Regions from separate parts of the Hordeum vulgare genome. Here region 1 is linked to region 2. A link is a contact called in public Hi-C data. All regions are on one chromosome and are shown on one strand. Each heading gives the region's core, a stretch centred on a gene start, on an enhancer-like site or on the middle of the called end of the contact. The rest is flanking DNA. Distances are from core to core; before and after follow the strand shown. Region 1 holds the start of LOC123412406 (L-gulonolactone oxidase 2-like). Region 2 has its middle 290 kb from the start of LOC123409668.

Evidence for each region. Hi-C and Micro-C count contacts between places; a contact is called where the count stands out from the background.
Region 1: a Hi-C map of leaf shows a contact between it and region 2, with 9 times the contacts expected there. The contact joins the promoter of LOC123412406 here to the enhancer-like site in region 2. A contact is called at or near these places in 3 of 6 Hi-C or Micro-C datasets (leaf and seedling).

What each region holds. Positions count from the first base shown.
Region 1 is chr7H:426,746,979-426,750,621 of MorexV3_pseudomolecules_assembly, reverse strand. LOC123412406 (L-gulonolactone oxidase 2-like) reads right to left here and starts at 1,949. Exons shown (of 2, transcript XM_045105347.1): 1 at 1,179-1,949; 2 at 1-597. The coding sequence starts at 1,847.
Region 2 is chr7H:426,405,197-426,408,493 of MorexV3_pseudomolecules_assembly, reverse strand. No RefSeq gene overlaps it. Among protein-coding and RNA genes, the nearest start is that of LOC123409668, 290 kb to the right of the region's middle. Within about 2 kb of position 1,908, at least 2 of the 3 cell types and tissues checked have open chromatin away from gene starts, as enhancers often do. A contact at or near this core is called in leaf, where this site is marked.

The DNA of each region.
Region 1 (3,643 bases), core at 700-3,199, 340 kb before region 2:
GGCGTCGAGGCCGCAGAAGGCGCGCGGCTTGAGGTCGCGGAGCTTCTGCATCTCAGCGATGAAGGCCGGCGCCTTGGAGAGCGCCACGCTGAAGCCGGAGTTGTAGAAGAAGGGGCTCCGGATGCGCGGGTCCCACGTGCAGGAGGATAGGAGCCCGTCCTCCGGGCTGCTGATGCAGGTCCCGGATGCCTGGATGCGGTTCTGGAACCCCACCACGGGCCACCCCGTGAAGAATGAGCCGTCGTTGGTGAAGCCGTAGGCCTGCAGCTCGAAAAGCACGGATGGCGCCCGCGCCGCAAGACACCTGGCGATGTTGCTGCCGTCCTTCTGCAGGTGCTCCTCCGTGGCTCTGGCGGTGATGAGCGCGAGCGTCGGGTTGGAGCGAAAGCCGAGATAGTCGTTGAGGCCGTTGCCCTTGGTGGAGACGGGTACGCGATCGTCCTTGCGGTAGATCACCTTGCCTTGTCGCGGGAGCCACGCCATGTCACCGAACTCGTACAGCCCGCCCCACATGGCCGCCTGCGACGCGAAGTCTGTGTCGTCGCGCTTCTCAAACGTCACCGACCGCTTGAACATCGGCTGCAAGGCTAGCGTAACCTGCACACATGACACATGCATGCACACCCATATACTATAAATTAGCCCTTTTATTCATTCATTCATCCGTAGAGAAAAAGGAAGATCAAGCCTCCCGAACCCATAAACTACCTTGCTCGTGCTGGTTTATTAATCGTACTTAGTTTTCATTCCATGGACATGCATGAAGAGTAGTTAGCCTACGAACCTAAATTTATCTTTCACTCCAAAGCAATTAGTAGAAGAGTACTCGTTAAGAACCATGCATGCATGGATGCACACCAGCAAGTAGCCAAGTACGTACATATACTCGGCGCAGCCAAAAGATTTCAGGACTTTCTTTTTTGAGGTTGCGCTCATGTGGTACTCCCTCCGTTCCTAAATATAAGACCTTTTAGAGATTGTATTATAAACTACATACGGATGTACATAGACATATTTTAAAGTATAGATTCACTCATTTTGCATTGTATGTAGTCTTTTAGTGAAATTCCTAAAAGATCATATGTTTTGGAATGGAGGGAGTAGATTTGAGGGCATATATGCATGCACAAAAGAATGAATTTTCTTCTTGCATTTGTACGAAGCCGCGTAGGTTGTACCTGGGACACGACGCCGAGGACGCCGAGGGAGACCTTGACCGCGTCGAGGTCAGGGTCCCCGATGCTGAGCTCCCTGACCACGGCAAATCCCTGGCTGGCCGGTGCAGGCGTTACGATCCTCATCCCTACTACGTACTCATGCACGGCGCTGCCCTTGCCCCGCAGCGAGCTGCCGTGGGCACCCGTTGCGAGGAGGCCCCCGATGGTGAGTCCGTACCAGTAGGGCGAGTGCGGCAGCGCGAGCCCCGCCGCGGCGGCCGCCTGGATCAGGTCCTTGAGCACCATGCCGCTCTCCACCGTCATCAGCCCCTTGGCAGCGTCGACGCTCACCGTCTTGTTGAGCCGCTCCGTGCTGATGATCGTGCCGTCGCGGCCCCCGGGGCAGGCCAGCTTGGTGAAGCTGTGGGAGTGCCTGGTGGCCACCTTAACCTTGCGTTTGGACGCGGCGGCGGCAGCCACGGCGGCCACGAGCTCCTTCTCGGTGCGGGGGAACGTGGCGTTGGCCGCGCGGCAGATGGTGCGGTCCGGGAAGGAGCCGTACACGTTGGTGACGGTGCAGTCGGACGTGCCGCGGGCGCACTCCACCGGCTCCGGCGGCGGGCTGGATACGGCGAGGCCGAGGAAGAGCACCAGGAGGGAAAATGTAAAGGCCCTGCTACGTTCCGTCATTGCTCTTGACACTTTGCTAGTCGACCTTGTAACTTGTAACACGTACCGCTAATGTCTAGAGTACGGTTGATGGAATGCGAGTGAATGACTACCGCTGTTAGCCAAGGCAGGCATTAAATAGCTAAGCAAGAGCTTGCCAGGTCAAGCTCATGGCCGGCTTGGTTCTCGCTTGTTTAACTACGCCCAAGTCCCTCTCATGCCATCGAGGAACGATGTGACCCATGCAGCGTCGAATGGACCGTTCGCCCCACGTTTTTCTTTTTTGCACAGTCTGTTCTTCTCAAGTGAGTCTTGATCCAGAGTTGGTGCGTGTGTATTCAATGTTCGCAAGTTGTCATTTTCAAATTAAAAATTACGTCCACGCGCGGCTAGTGAGGCCATACATGATTATATCCATATAGGGTCACTAATTGGGATGTGACGTATCTGCTACACTAATAAACAGTAAAATCGTAAAAATAGTAACACAATTTAAAAAATTCTGATTTTTTATGATGAACTTTAACAAATGCTTTATATGCTTGCAAAATTTCAGCACAAAATAACATTCATGAAAGTCGTGAAAATAACGATGCTCTGGATATATTTTAGAGTACTTTGTTTTTGCCATGACTTTCAGGAATGTCATTTTCTGCAGAAATTTATGGGGCATACAAAACATTCTTCAAAGTTTATCACAAACAAAATCAGAATTGTTTGAATTGTTCTACTATTGTTTTTCATTTTACTGCTCATCATGATGCATTTGAGTTTTGGATCAGAATATGACTTTCACACTATTTGAACATCCACGTAGGTCTGTTTTGGAGAAAAGTTCACATAGGTTTGTTTGCACCTATGCACCTATATATAACCCGTTTATATCCTCTCCTACATTTAGTTCTGATTTCATTCTTTCCTTCATTCAACCTTCAAACATATGTCTTCTTTTACCTGTTTTGACGTATTTCTGGCTCAAAATTGTTTTCCCCGCATCAGGTTTTCCTGAAAACAGGTTCAACTAGCTCACGTCTTATTCTAACCTATAAGATTGCTAGCCAACTTGGCTCCATGAAGCTCCCTTAATTTGGTCTACTTCTCGGTGTCGATCTTTCATCAGACGCATTTGGGCCGTGAGATCTTTCACTCCCTCGTCAAATCAAATTTTCACCTAGCGGCCATTTTCACTAGCCAATGACGGGTGGGGTCGTCTCGCATGCTCATTGGCTGGGTGTGTCTTTCCCATGTCCGCGAGGGATTCACCAATCCTCTCCGTGCGCGCCCCATGCTCGATCGACAGAATAAGCAAGATGGTCAAACCCTAGCCGTCAATCCTTCTCGTTTCGAGCCCCGCGCCCCCTTCGACTCATCTCCTCCCTGCTCCATCCTCCCCAACACTGTTGCCCCCTCTCCCCGCCCGCCTTAGCCGCCTCCTCTCCTCCCCGTCCCGTCGGCCCCCTCCTTCCTCCCTGCGTTGGAGCACAGATGCCTTGGTAGGGGCAGAATGTCGTGGCTTTTATCTCCCCTTGTCCAACACTAGCTGGTGAACAAGATGGAGCATAGCCATAGGTGCCTCAAACAACATCTGCTCTTCTCTGGCTTGGACAAGAATCCCGATGACTGGGTAAGTACAAAGGAGAGAGAAGAGAAAATGGTGCAGTCAGCCTCCTCTCTCTCTCCCTCCTGTTCCTCTCACTCGCTTTCGGGACCCTCCTCGCCATTGGCGGGATTCACATGTTCTTCTCTCTCTCTTTCACAGTCCCTTTATCTCTTATGTATTTAATTTAACATGAGAATAGAATTACTAACGACATGTA
Region 2 (3,297 bases), core at 659-3,158:
CCGGGCATGACTTAGAAAAGTGTGTCCGGACAGAGTTTAAGCGTGTTGGATACTGTGGTGCACCCCTGCAGGGATGAAAATTAACTATTCAAATAACCGTGTCCACGGTTACGGGACGACTTGGAGTTGTGCCCTGTTCTTATACAACTTGAACCGTTACTTAACTGGAATGTTTGCTCTCGGATTGCTTTCTCGCAGGGAGTCGAGGAAGAATCTCCGGACGTGTCCTTAATTAAATTTGCTGCAACAATATGACTATATAATTGTGTTACTTGCTCCACTCTCGTCTATGGCTGCAAGACGCTAAAGATGTTATACTTCAATAGGATTAGTCCCCTCTCTTTATTTCTCGCATTGCTGCAGTGAGTCCACCTATAACCCTCGTCCCTTTGATACTGATGTATACTTAGCATAATTCTAATGTCAGTCTTGTGAGTACTTTGGATAAGTACGCACCGTTGTTTTGCTCCCCCTTTTCCCCTTGATACGATTGCTGTGACCAGATGATGGAGTCCAGGAGATGGCGTACCCCGCCGATGACGTACTGCCCTAATGGTGTCGACTGCTACGTGGAGGCCGCTGACGACCATGATTAGTTTAGGAGGTTCCCAGGCAGGAGGCCTCACCTCGTCCGATCGATGTATCTTGTGTGCTAGCCTTATCTAAGGCATTGTCATGTTTTATGTCTGTACTTACATTTTTGTTGTTTCCGGTGACTCGTGTGTTTCTCGAGATTCTGTATTCAAGCCATCGAGGCCTCTGGCTTGTAGTATGAAGCTTGTATGTTTTTATTTGTGTTGTGATATCTTCCCATAAGTCCTTAATCTTGGTTGTACGCACTGCGTGTATGATTAACGTACGGTCAAATCAAGGACGTCACACCTTTTTAGAACACTTCGATAGTTGATGCACCGCCAAACCTAGACAAATCTTAAAAAAAATGAAGCTTGAAGGAAGAACACAGGAGAAAGATTAAGTGTGGTTTGGGCATATCATCGAACACCTCATGTGCATAGAAAATGAGAACAGAGCACAACACACACCTCCCACCACATAATTAGGACCAAAAAACAAAGAAGACCACGTAGGTTGGACATATATATAGAAATCTTTTTAGTCTCGATTGGTGTTCCAAATCAAAACTGAAGACACATCATTAGTCTTGGTTAAAGACACCAACCGGGACTAAAGGGGTTGCACGAGGAGAGAGGCTCTTTAGTCCCGGCAATGTGTGGAATCACTTCTAAAGGTCTCAACCAAATACGGACTGATGCCTGTTGAAGTTCGGCCGGCGTTTTGACCGTTCGAATCAGAACTGATGTTTTCATTAATCTTGATTAATACACAACCGAGGTTGTTCCTTTTATTTAACGAGAACCAATGTTATATTTTCGCTAGTGGGAATGGCCAGCGGCGCGGGGAGGGGGCTCGAGGAAACTAGGCGTGCTCGTGTGTGTGTTGGAATTGGAATTCGCTTCGCTCCCAATGTATCATCTCCATGAAGCGCTACCGCACCGGTGTCGTCTCCATGAGTCGCTACCGCACCGGCCTAGGGGATTTGCGGTCACAAAGAGTTGCGGGCCTGCAGTTGCTGTTTCCTCCGTCCACGTAAGTAATACTCCCTCCGTTCCTAAATATAAGTCTTTTAAGAGATTTTACTAAACGTCTACATACGAAGCAAAATGAGTGAATATAAATTTTAAAGTATATCTATATACATCCGTATGTATTCCACTAATGAAATCTTTAAAAAGACTTATATTTTAAAACGGAGGGAGTGCTAGTTATCTAGACGATGGTAGACACCCATGTGGTGAAAAGGAAAGGAAGAGCATGGATGCACCTTGGGTGGCAGATGGAACCAAGACAAATATCATTCTTACCTACCCCCGGCTGCATGCTGCTCGTAGCAAACGTTCACACGTCACAAAAATACGACCTAACAGGGTTTCTCTTATCTGTTCTAAACGTCCAACTGTCTGGTACATGTCATATTCATTTTAAATATGAAAGCGATATGAAGGTTATGGATGCGGCTGCGCATGTTTGGTTAGTCCGTCACATTAGACATGTCACCACTTTGGATCATTTTTTCTTTTATTTATTTATTTTTTTCCGTTCTTCTTTAACAATAATGTGCAAGTGATCGGACATAAGAAAATAAAAATAAAAAATACGACTGCGTAGATGAAAAAGTAAAGGCTCAAAACGAACATGTCCAATCACTAAATGGACACGTCCGCGAACGTATAGCGATCATATTTGTTAAATTCAGTTGTAGATGCTCTAACGAGTTACACGTCTATTACAATTGCTCACTGGTCAACTTAGAATTGTGTAATGGAAAGCGATGTTGGGGTGTCCCTTCTATGAATCACGTAATGGGTAAATAAAAGTAGAGCAACAGGGAGAAACAGTGATGTGGGTGGTGTATTGCTCTTCTGTCTTCTTTGTTCTCACAACTCAATTGGATGGCAAGCAGTGATGATGGCAAGGCCAACTCGGTACGGCATTCTTTCCTAAATCGATTAGAGACCCATAACTTCTGAATAAAATTGGTAGCGACAGCGCGCAAATTTTTGGTTGGCCAACCCCCGCGCACTTTACTGTCCATACCTGGTAGTCTGCCCTGTGTGTATTTGGCTAGCTGATCATCGAAGAGCCAATCAGCCAGAGGCCAACTAAATATCGCTAACAAACGCTGTCTTGTCCAGTAGGTACGTGCGCTGTGAAATGTGAGTGATCACTGACTGCTTGTCTAGAGCAATATTGTGCACGCAACGCGCCAAAGTTCGACATTTGTTTAGCCACGCACGTTTGTGTGTCGTGTCATTAGTTCCGTCGAGCAATTTTTTTGCTATATGCAACTACAGGGACAGACCATGCATATTATCCAGAAGGCACAGATCTTTGAATAGGCCGACATAAGCATGCGCATTATCTAACCATACGATAAGCCAAAGATGATGTCCAGTGTGTTATTTTGTATTTTATCGTAAGTAAGTAGATATATCCCTAAATATACTAAAAAAAGAATTCTCTTTGGCCTCTGCATCAAATGATGTATACAACCATTTTATGAAACAAGGTAACAACAAGAAAAGGGCTTCCGCAAAAAACAACAACAAGGAAAGGGGTGTTTTAGTGCCCAAGCCGAAAAACACCTGATATCATACTCGTTCGATGCCGTCTTGGGATTTGAGAATGGGACCACTAGTCGCAGTACTGGTGCGTTGGAAAAAAAGTGAACCAGGGAGAATATGTGAGCAAATAGTGCGGTGGGTCCAACGCATAGAG